3 separate regions of the Mus musculus genome follow, and regions 2 and 3 are each linked to region 1. Evidence: chromatin contacts called from public Hi-C and HiChIP or PLAC-seq data. All regions are on one chromosome and are shown on one strand. Each heading gives the region's core, a stretch centred on a gene start, on an enhancer-like site or on the middle of the called end of the contact. The rest is flanking DNA. Distances are from core to core; before and after follow the strand shown. Region 1 overlaps Jarid2 (jumonji, AT rich interactive domain 2). Region 2 has its middle 12 kb from the start of A330076C08Rik. Region 3 has its middle 33 kb from the start of Gm29676.

Region 1 (3,448 bases), core at 434-2,933:
TTCTGGTGCTCCCTATAACCATCATGAGATTGAAGGCAGGATATGATCCGCAGTGTTATATAAATAAAGTGTGGTGATGTTTCATAGGCTTATTATAAAAGGTAGAAGGCTGGAAACATACTATGTGGTGCACAGCGACATTCCAGTGTGAAAGGAAGTAGTAGAATGGGTGGGGCAGGTATTTAAGGGTGTGTCTATAGATGCAATCTATTCCATGTAAGGTAGGGTATTTAGTATGGGATGGACACTAGGCACAATTAGCTGTTTCTATAATAATTACACTAGTGTAATATTTATGGTCAGACTTGCAGACGTGACTATCAGTAAAACCTAATGATTGGTATAATTTGTCTGGATGGACAGTGTAGAGGTGTGTATGTGCTGATGCTAATTTTTGTTGGTTTACTGCTGAGCCGATAAGCCAGCTGGATAGTGATTGAGCTTGTAAAGAAACTCAGTAATGTTCCGTGGGAAGGAGTGTATTTCACAAGCCAGGGTTTTTGAGTGAAGTAGAGGCAAGAGAGAATCACAGTCAAATGGCTTTGAGTGGCCTCAGTCTCCAGTGTCTTCGTTTATAGCCTTGATTTCTGGAAAGTAATTTAAAAGCATATAAAATATTATATATTTTTATATTATACACAAATATACTATTGTGTGTGTGTTGGTATGTGCGTGGTCATGCATACGCACATGGGTGCATACATGCATGCATGCATACATACATTGCACTGTAAACTGCATTGTCTTATACGCTTGGCCCTGACATTGCACTGGTTTCCTTCATGGTATGTGAAAGTAGTATATATTAGTAGAAGCCATAATATTGTGAAATATGTTTTTAGATCTCTTCCTCAGAAGTATGTTCTATTATTTTCTTTTTACTCCAGTTGGAACTGCACAGTGTTTGACAACATAACTGTATGTCTCAGTGTATTTTGTACTTCACTGTTTTTAAATTACTATGGGTTTAACAGTGGCATAATCCTGTGGTGGGTTTAGGAGCATCTGCACAGAATGCTATATATATACCTTCTCTGAATGATGGGAAGGCCATGTGTAGCAGGCAGGGTTGGAATCACTTGCAGGATGGTTATGTGAATGGGCACCGAGTATGATGTAATAAAATGCATTATCAAATAGCTCATATGGTCACTTGAAATCTTAACCAGTGTCGTACACAGTACTGTCTAGAACAAGTTCCTATGATGGAACTTTATAGCTAAGTCATTATTTAATTTTGTGTGAGTGCTTTAATTGTTGCGTTGTACATTGTGTGAGTTCAGATAATCCTGCTGTAGATCTGGCATCTTTAAATATGGTAGGATAAGAGATGTAGGAGGGATTAGTTCTGACTACTCTGTCCTGAATGTACCCCGTCATGGCAAAATGTGTAGATATCTTCCTGCCATGCCACTACCTACTTGACAACGGATGTCTGACATGTTCAGACGCAAAAGAGCTGACTTGGCAGCTACCCAGCAGTTTTTTATAAAAGCACAGCTGGTGGCCTGAGGTTCAGTCTGTCAGAGCTGTGTTATGAAATAAATCGTTTTCAGCAGAAGTTCCTAATCCAATTTCAACTGTAACTTTAAAAAAAGGGCAGTGATCAAAGTAAAGCCACATTTATTTAGGGAGTAAACTCCTTGTATTAGTGTTTTCAGGCTCATTTCTTTATCCCAAGAAAGGGTTCTGAGAAAACCTTTTCATGTTTTTATTTTAAAATCAAATTCAGAGGGTACACCCCCTCTTAGAAAGTTTCCTGGATGCTTTTTTGGCTTCTGGCCATGAATTATTTTACCAGGTTTTTTTTTTTTTTTTTTTTTTGGGGATGTTTTAGAAAAGAGTTTTAAAGCATGGATTAGCATTGAATTGATCTGAGAGGATTCTGCGGAAGGAAACTTTTCCCAGTGTCAAAGTGACAGAAGTGGCCATGTCCCAAGTTGAAGTTATGCCCTCTCTGCAGCCTTTCTCTGGCAGTGCCTTTCATCCCTCTGCCTTTCACTGCCAGGGAAATGCTTAGTCTCTATCAAGAAGCACTGGTTAGTTCCACTTTATTTTAAGTGGATTATTATGTAATATTATTTATTATTGTGTGAGTTATGTATATGGGTGTTTGATTGGTGCACGCACCACTTGTGTGTATAGTGCCAGCAAATCCAGAAGGTCCAGTAGAGGGTTTCAAATCTTTGGAACTACAGCGAACCACCATACTGTTTCTTGGAAACAAACCTGGGTCCTCTGGAAGTGCAGCCTGTACTTTGACTCTTTTCAGCCCCCATTTTTACTGTTTGATACTTTCTTCATTGTTTTGTTTGTTTGTTTGTTTTGTTTTTGTTTTTTTGGTTTTTGTTTTTTTCGAGACAGGGTTTCTCTATATAGACCTGGCTGTCCTAGAACTTACTTTGTAGACCAGGCTGGCCCTGAATTCAGAAATCCGCCTGCTCCTGCCTCCTGAGTGCTGGGATTAAAGTCGTGCGCAACCATGCCCAGCTTCTTCATGTTTTAAACTGTTGTTGGAACAGGATATCATTGTCTTGTACAATGATTTAACTGCTGGTACCTGAAATATTACCCTAGGAGGAGGAAATGGCTGGCCATCCTGCTTTTTCAGATTTGTCACGCCAGCACTGTCAGCTGAGCAAAGAAGTCACAATTAGTTCATGAAGTACATTGAGGGCGCCTGGCTATCAGTGAGCACTTAGGAGACCTTGGTATCAATGCAGACAGTAGCATTTTCATAGTCTGAGTCTCCATGAAGGTCATCTGTACATGGTCTGCAAGATTTGGTTCTGTGTGGATTTGGTTCTCCCTCCCATCTTTGTAGGTTGTGGCAAATGACATCTAATTGCTGAGCTGTCTCCCTAGTCCAGTGTGTCCACCAACTTCCTGAGATTCTTGTTTTGGAACTTGAACCAAGTGAGGATTTTGCATTGTAATTTCTGTCAAAAGTATTTTGCCTAAATATCAAATTTGCTTCCTGACCAATTGTCTCCCCATCCATTTAAAAAAATAATATTTTAGGATTGTTCCAAAGGTTGTCAAATAAGTAGCTAAAGAAAAGAAATCATAGCGAACCTGTTGCTTGGGTATGAGGAATTTCTTTTCACTATTGAACTAACTTTCTATCTGTGGGGAGGGAGAGCTAGATTTACAAAGGGTTTAGGGCATGAGACTCTTGGAAGATAGAGAAAAGCAGGAACCTATACACATATGGTTGTGCATGAGCAACACATGTGTAATGTTTTTCTATGACTGGCAAATTATGTCCATGCCTACATTCAGATAAAGATTTTCTCTTTCTTTCATTTAGGTGGGGTAGAGTGTTAGAGGCAGTATGTAAATGGGTTGCTGAGAAGGAGAGATGTAGTCAAGCCTTTTGTGTTTAGTGATTGTTGGATAATACAAAGTTAGCAGAGGTTAAATCATCAACATGGCTGTAATTTCAGGC
Region 2 (3,448 bases), core at 600-3,099, 590 kb before region 1:
GAGGGAGGGAGGGAGGGAGGGAGGGAGGGAGGATGAAAACTATCCTTTAAAATAGTACAGAGCCTTCACAAAGTCTGAGAGGACTTGGAAGAGGGTAAAGGAGAATCCTGGTATAGCGTCCATCTGTCTGAACGCAGTCTGTCCTGTGTAGCTCCCTGTGAGGTAAACTCACAGCAGGTTGGATTAGTCTTAGTAGCATGTATGGTGACGGCTTCTCCCATAATAAACGAAGAGTTGCCCACCTGGCCATTCAACTCGATTCACATTATGCCCTTGGATTTCCTGTACCCTGGCCTTGGGTGCCTCTGTCATAACCCTAAACCAGGCTTGGGGGCTGCTCGCTTCAGAGGTCCATCACATTCTCCAGGATGAGCTCCGCACTCCCCAAATCTCTCTCAACTTTCAGTTTAAGTCACTTTTATCAAGTTACATAGTCATGTGTACATTCTTGCAAATGTATAACTTAGGTTCCCAGAGAGACTGTCAAAGGAAACCTGCCTTCGCCAAACGTGGGCCTCCACACCTAGGGTCCTGCAGCATTGAGGACTCCAGGGAAAGGACAAAGACTCACAGGATTCATCTCTCTGCTACTGATGTCTACCTGCCCTGTCACTGGCTTTGGCAGAACCTTCCAGAGCCTTCCCCCTCTTTGACATCCAGAGAACTAAACTATCGGTTTGTACCCATAAGCTATACTACCTGCAGAGGTACTCAGCGGCTTTTGATTACATAGGGCCTGACTTACAGCCGTCCTCAAAGAATTACACTAGTGATGGTAATGATGATGATGATATAGCTGATAATGATGGCTCTCGAAGTTGGGCTTCTTGCTTCTGCCATCCCATCCCCTGTGCCCAGCTGAGCCTTGTTGCCAGCTTGGAGCAGCCGCAGCAGTTTGATGCCAGTTTCTCTCGGGGTGCCACACTCCCTGACGCGTACCATCCAGCCTAATCTACTTTAGAGCTGTATCGAAATGAAAGATGAATAGGAGGGAGAGCTTGCTGCTAAAACATATGTGTCAGAAAATCATTATGAGTATTAAATTACAGCCATAAAATGAACCAGAACTAATCTTGCAAATTAAGATCCAATAAATTTTTTTCCAGGACACACCTTTTCTTTATGTATGTATATGTGTGTGTGTGTGTGTGTGTGTATGCAAAATAAGATTGAGGCCAGCCGCATGAAAACTGAGCGGATGACTTTGGCAGATGGCATTAGAAAGAGGTATGACAGCAGACATTTCAATGTGATAAATAGGTATGTGCTCTTGAGGGCAGGGGTGCAGGCTGGCTAGTGGATCGCTATTGCCCCTGTGCCAAATGTTATAATGATCGGATTTTACACTGATGCAACTATGTGTTTTCCATGTACAGTTTATACATGCGTGTTCCCGTCCCTCTCCTCAGCACCTCCCCCCACCCCTACTCTTTAATCCTCAGCTGGGGTCCTGCTGACATGAGAAACTAGTTCATTTCTGATAACCTCTTATTTTGGAAGAGAGGACACAGCCATTCAAATTAAATCTGAAGCTATAAACAAGCCTTTGGAGAGTTGCCTTCTCGCTGGAATAACAGGATAACACCCCCCCCCAACCCTGCGGGAGAAAAGAGACTGTAATTAGTTCATTGTCCACGAATAGGCACAAAGGAGGCGAAGCCCCGGCCTGGACTCCCTTTCAAGGGAGGATCTTGGGGCAGATGTTAATTAAGTGAGTAACTTCTACCATCTCCTGGGAATGCAGAGGAACACCACTCCCCTTCCAGAAGAGACATTGAGGAAGGGTGTGACCAAGGACATACATAAAGAGTCTCCAAAGAAGAAGAAGAAAACAAAACAAAAAGCAGGGTTCATCTCCCGCTGTCAGCCTTCCTGCCGCTGGCACTGGCAGAACATTCCAGAGCTGTTCTTCGACGCTCCCCAAACCAAACTATTTATAGCTGCGCAATCATTATAAATAAATCTGTTTATACTGTGGAGCCTTGGCCCTGCATGAGTTAAAACTCTCGGCTGGCAGCTATAAATAGCTGTTACACGCTCCAGTGTGACGACTGACGGATACGTCCTCAAATTGTGACAAATAATGACAAGTTTGTTTGACAAACATTCCGCTGACATTCATCTGATTTTGAGTAAGTGGTGCCTGCTTTCTTAATTTGGTCCCCGAGGCCCGGGAGCTGGGAGACATTCTTTATTCTCCCTCCCTCACCTCCTGCCCGGGAACTGTCCTGCAGTCCGGTGTTTTCTCCTCCTAATCAACTGGAAGGGATTGAGGCCATTTAAGGGGAAGCTTATTAAATCCACCATTTGTCTCCTGGGACAGTCCTGCTTTAGGGGATTTGCAAGGGTCTGGGGAGTTTTGTTAATGACGTGAGAGCCAGAGGGAGAGAGAAGGGAATGAGGGCCAGGCTGGAGTGTTGGGCAACGCAAGGGCTTCACGTAGGATCTGAGACATAGAAGGATGGGTGTGTGGGTGGAGGGATGTGAGCCTGGTGCTCCTGCTGAGTTGTCATCTAGGTTGAGGTCTCCAGAGTCTGAGGTCCTTTCTCTAGATCAGCTGATATTAACACACATCCTGAGTTACTCAGGACCTTAAAATACACACAGGCTTTGTCACCTGTCTAGTGTCACAAGGTCCTGATGCCAGAAGAGCTGGGACAAACTAAACTTCTGCATCCAGGGCTCCATGTTCATCACAAGTATCGGCTGGTTTACTTCCTTTAAAGCCCTCAGAACCATACCTGCCTGTGACTAGCACCCTCCAAGGGCCGGCAGTTTATGGGAGCAGCCAGCACCATCTCCTATTCTCTAGTGCTGTCAGTGTTGACTTTGCCAGGGTCACCTGTACTGCCCCTCAGTGTCCTCATGGGCATGTCTTCTCTCTAGGTGCTCTCTCTTGTTTGCTGTATTGCATTCTCCCCATGTGTGTTCTTTGAGTGTGTGGGGTGTGTGTGGGAGAGTGTGTGTGAGTGTATGTATGTGAATGTGTGTGTGTATGTGTGTGAATTGTGTGTGTATGTGAGTGTATGTATGTGTGTGTATGTATGTGTGTATATGTGAGTGTGCGAGTATGTGAGTGAATGTGTGTGAGTGTGTGTGTGTGAATGTATGTGCATGAGTATGTGTGAGTGAGTGTGTGTATGAATTGTGTGTGAATGTGTGTATGTATGTGAGTGTGTGAGTGTGTGTGTGAGTGTATATGTGTGAGTCTGTGTGCATGCGAGTGTATGTGTGTATGTGTTGCATGTATTTGAGTGTGTGTGTATGTGAGTATACGTGTAAGTGTGTATGTATGTGAGTGTATGTATGTGTCTGTATGTATGTGAGTGTATGTGTAAGTATATGTGTGTATGTGTGTGTGAGTGTATGTGTATATATATGTGAGCGTGTGTATGTGAGTGTGTGTATGTGAGTATGTGTGTGTGTGTGTGTATGTGTGTGAGTGTGG
Region 3 (3,448 bases), core at 368-2,867, 530 kb before region 1:
ACTTTGGAGGACATTTCATATTCAAACAGTCCACATGTTAGAGTCCATTAACGGTGATGTCTCACAGTTACCCAAATTGATTTCTCCACATCTGACCAAACAGCTTTCCAGTCCCTCTCAGCCACTCACTGTGTCCTTCCTCACCTTTGATCCTAACTCTTTCCTACCAGGTAAAGGTGGCCAAATATCTGCTCGTTTCAGGTCAATGAAATGCCACTCACTCTGTGGGATTTCCTCTAACTCTGCCTATAGAAGCTGCTTTCTGCTTTTCCATGTGTGAGGTACACACTACTTACATGCATCACGTGGAGACCGCAGTGTTCTGTGTAATCACAGAAAACTTGACATGCACAGAATCCTTGATAAAATACTTCCAATTTCTTCCTTGAGAGAGAAGGTCCTGAGAACACGGCTCATTCTCTATCCATGTGTGTCCTTCCCAGAGCACACAGCATTGAGCCTTGCCCTTAGTAACAATCAATAAACATGAGTTGCATTACTTAATTAACGTTTCTGTCCACTCAATATAAAATGTCTGCTTGAAGACGAAGGCCCAGCAATGAGAAGGCTCACTGGGAAATCAATACTTCAATTTTTATGTATCCAATCGGTGTCATATGATACAGTAGATAAGGTGCTATAGTACTTATCTGCACACATCTGTGAAATGTCTCCTCTGTCTGCCCTCCCCACCAGAAACTTGTTGACTTTGGAAAAGTCAGTACCCACTTCAGGAACTAATTAATTAATTAATCAGTAAAAATAAGGGACGGAGCTGTACCTGAGGAGTCTTCTGGCTGGACAAGCCAGTATCTCATACATGGCATGGTGCTGCAGAGGTATTGAAAAATATTAGACACAAGCTATCGAAACCCTTAGCACGTGAGGTCATACATCTATTAGTTAGCTAGATTTATCAATGCACAGTTAACACGCATATCAAAGCACACATACACATATATATCGTAGAGGCATACAGTTTTGAGTTGTATAAACCCTTATGGAACTCAAACCGACCCATAGATAAGCAATGCCAAGAAGCCACTATGTCACCTAGGGTGAGATAACAAGAAGAGAAGGTTTTGCTACCAGGGCCCAAGGCAGAGGTATGTCCCTGCAGAGGATCTGCCTGCTCACAAGGACCACATTGGCTCTCTGAGTGACAGCTAGCAAGGAGTATTTTAGCTTCCCCTTTCCTCTACAGTTATGGATCAAAGCTGGCTATAAAACATTCTGTGCTGTTGTTCTGAGGCTGATGCTGTGCCGTAGAAAGGAGCAGGTCTAAAATCACTGTGGCTACTATTTAACCTCAAGGCAATGCCCAGAATACCCAGATACCCCTGCAAGAATCACCACAGGAAGAAACGTTACATTTGTCACATGCATCCAATGTGACCTTGGGTCTCAGTGACCTCATCTTTCTCAAACTATTTTCCTGTACTTTCAGTTTCTCTTGAAGGAAACGCTGACATATCTGAATTACCGACATCCCTAGCTTGTGCTCTGGGAACATTATTAAGTAAAATAAGACTCATTTGAGCTCAGGCTCTGCAGCACCTAGAGTGTGAATGTGAGAACAGAGGCAGCTACCCAATGGCAATCAGGCAGGAAGCTCACACAGAGAGGGTACACTGAGCAAAGGAGACTTCCTGTCTCAGGCAGGACACGTGGGATTTTTGTTATGCTGCTCAATAAATGCACAATACAAAGCTGATGAATTGAGCCGGGCATGGTGCATACCTTTAATCCCAGCACTGAGAGGCTGAGGCAGGAGAAGCTCTGAGTTCAAGGCCAGCCTGTTCCACAGAGCAAGTTCCAGGACAGCTAGAGCAACGCAGAGAAACCCTGTCTCAAAGAGAAAAAGAAAGAGAGAGGGAGAGAGAGAAAGAGAGAGAAGGAGGAGGAGGAAGAAGAAAAGGAGGAGAGGAGGAAAGGGGAGGGGAGAGGAGGGGAGGGGAGGGGAGGGGAGGGGAGGAGAGGAGAGGAGAGGAGAGGAGAGGAGAGGAGAGGAGAGGAGAGGAGAGGAGAGGAGAGGAGAGGAGAGGAGAGGAGAGGAGAGGAGAGGAGAAAAAGCTTACAAGTTGATCCTGGGGGGTATAGATCTGGGGTTGAATGCCTGGCATTCACTAGACCCAGAATATGATCCCTATCAATGTGAAATAAAAAAAAAATTTTTTTAGTTCTTTCTAGAATTTTCCATTATTGGACTATGAATGATGGAGAAGGACTGGATTTTTTTTTCTGTAATTGCTCTAATAAAATGGGGCATGGTATCTGCCTCATTCTTGTCTCCACAGATATAGGAGTAAGCCCTTAGTGGTGGAATATTACCCAGTGCTCACAGGTTTAGAATCCAAGAAGATAGCCAAATTCTCAATTAGAATAACTCATTGTGGGTCTGTTCATGTTAAAGACAGCCAACCTTTATATTGTCAGGACTCATAAAAACAGGGTGAATTTCACTTTAAACAACAACAAAATCCCCACTCTCACTTAATCTAATGTATTGGGAGGAACATTTTCCCAACTTCCATTTGAGTTTAAAGGGCCTCATCCAAGCTGCTTCGGTTTCCTGCTCTCAACAGGGTAAGATCCAAAATACACAAGAACTGTCAAGCGAGCCAGGAAAATCACGTGCCCGCTCCTACAGTCTACCAAGCTGCCATTAGCAACAAGCTTTACTGCACGGGCTCGCCGACACCTCCCTCCCCTTCCCCATGGCTCGTTTCCACAGCTCTGCCTTCTCTAGCATGCCAGGTCAGTATTGAGGAGGAACCCAAACCACAAAGGACCAAAAAGCAAATATTTTTGCCCAGAGCTAATGTAACAAATTACACGCAAGATCTAAACTGCAAGAACCTTTTAAACGATGCGAGTCTACCCAAACATACAGCATCCCATTTGCCAAGACTTAAAAATTAAATTAAATCTCAGTGGAGGACCCCTCGGGGATTTATAGAACTAGGATTCTGGTCTCAACAGGGCTACAACGCTGGCTTTCTGTTGCCAGTCAATGTCCTGCATACATAAGAAACGAGCACATACGGGGCACACACAGCTTCATGCAAGACAGGTTTCTGTGCATGATCAGAGACTCATTTGCAATGGCTTCCAGCAAGTGCTCAGTTGCAGTCTGGAATGGTGCGTTCCGACTGCCACCTTGACTAAGTTGACATCACCGAGGGGGTACATCTTTGGTCATGTCAATGAGGACGTTTCCAGAAAGATCTAACTGAGGAAGGAAGGCCCACCCTAAGCTGGGCAACACCATGCCGTTGGCTGGAATCCCAAGACAAGAAAAGGGAAAAAGGAGAAAGCCAGCCAAGTTCCACTGTAGAGGGTGGTTCTGATGTTAAGATCCTATTCCCCAATTGGTTCGTGAATGATCAATAAAGATGCTCGGGGCTAATTGCTGGGCAGAAGGAAAGAGGCAGGACTTCTGGGTCCC

What was found. Hi-C and Micro-C count contacts between places; a contact is called where the count stands out from the background. HiChIP or PLAC-seq counts read pairs in DNA pulled down with a chosen protein or histone mark.
Region 2: an H3K27ac HiChIP or PLAC-seq map of heart atrium shows a contact between it and region 1, with 6 times the contacts expected there. The contact joins two enhancer-like sites. A contact is called at or near these places in 4 of 484 Hi-C or Micro-C datasets (bone marrow-derived macrophages, embryonic somatosensory cortex, liver and 1 more), 3 of 115 datasets of contacts at active chromatin or transcription factors (craniofacial prominence, embryonic stem cells and heart atrium) and 1 of 9 other capture datasets (embryonic stem cells).
Region 3: a contact with region 1 is called in a Hi-C map of bone marrow-derived macrophages, with 15 read pairs. The contact joins two enhancer-like sites. A contact is called at or near these places in 2 of 39 promoter capture datasets (the HPC-7 cell line and hippocampal neurons), 1 of 15 datasets of contacts at CTCF or cohesin (large pre-B cells), 4 of 484 Hi-C or Micro-C datasets (B cells, adipose-derived mesenchymal stem cells, bone marrow-derived macrophages and 1 more), 3 of 115 datasets of contacts at active chromatin or transcription factors (bone marrow-derived macrophages, cardiomyocytes and microglia) and 1 of 9 other capture datasets (embryonic stem cells).

The regions. Positions count from the first base shown.
Region 1 is chr13:44,818,133-44,821,580 of GRCm38.p6, forward strand. All of the region lies in intron 1 of Jarid2 (jumonji, AT rich interactive domain 2), which reads left to right. Among named protein-coding and RNA genes, the nearest start is that of Jarid2, 89 kb to the left of the region's middle. Within about 2 kb of position 1,684, at least 49 of the 459 cell types and tissues checked have an H3K27ac peak or open chromatin away from gene starts, as enhancers often do. A contact at or near this core is called in bone marrow-derived macrophages and heart atrium, where this site is marked.
Region 2 is chr13:44,227,017-44,230,464 of GRCm38.p6, forward strand. No RefSeq gene overlaps it. Among named protein-coding and RNA genes, the nearest start is that of A330076C08Rik, 12 kb to the left of the region's middle. Within about 2 kb of position 1,850, at least 65 of the 459 cell types and tissues checked have an H3K27ac peak or open chromatin away from gene starts, as enhancers often do. A contact at or near this core is called in heart atrium, where this site is marked.
Region 3 is chr13:44,291,279-44,294,726 of GRCm38.p6, forward strand. No RefSeq gene overlaps it. Among named protein-coding and RNA genes, the nearest start is that of Gm29676, 33 kb to the left of the region's middle. Within about 2 kb of position 1,618, at least 50 of the 459 cell types and tissues checked have an H3K27ac peak or open chromatin away from gene starts, as enhancers often do. A contact at or near this core is called in bone marrow-derived macrophages, where this site is marked.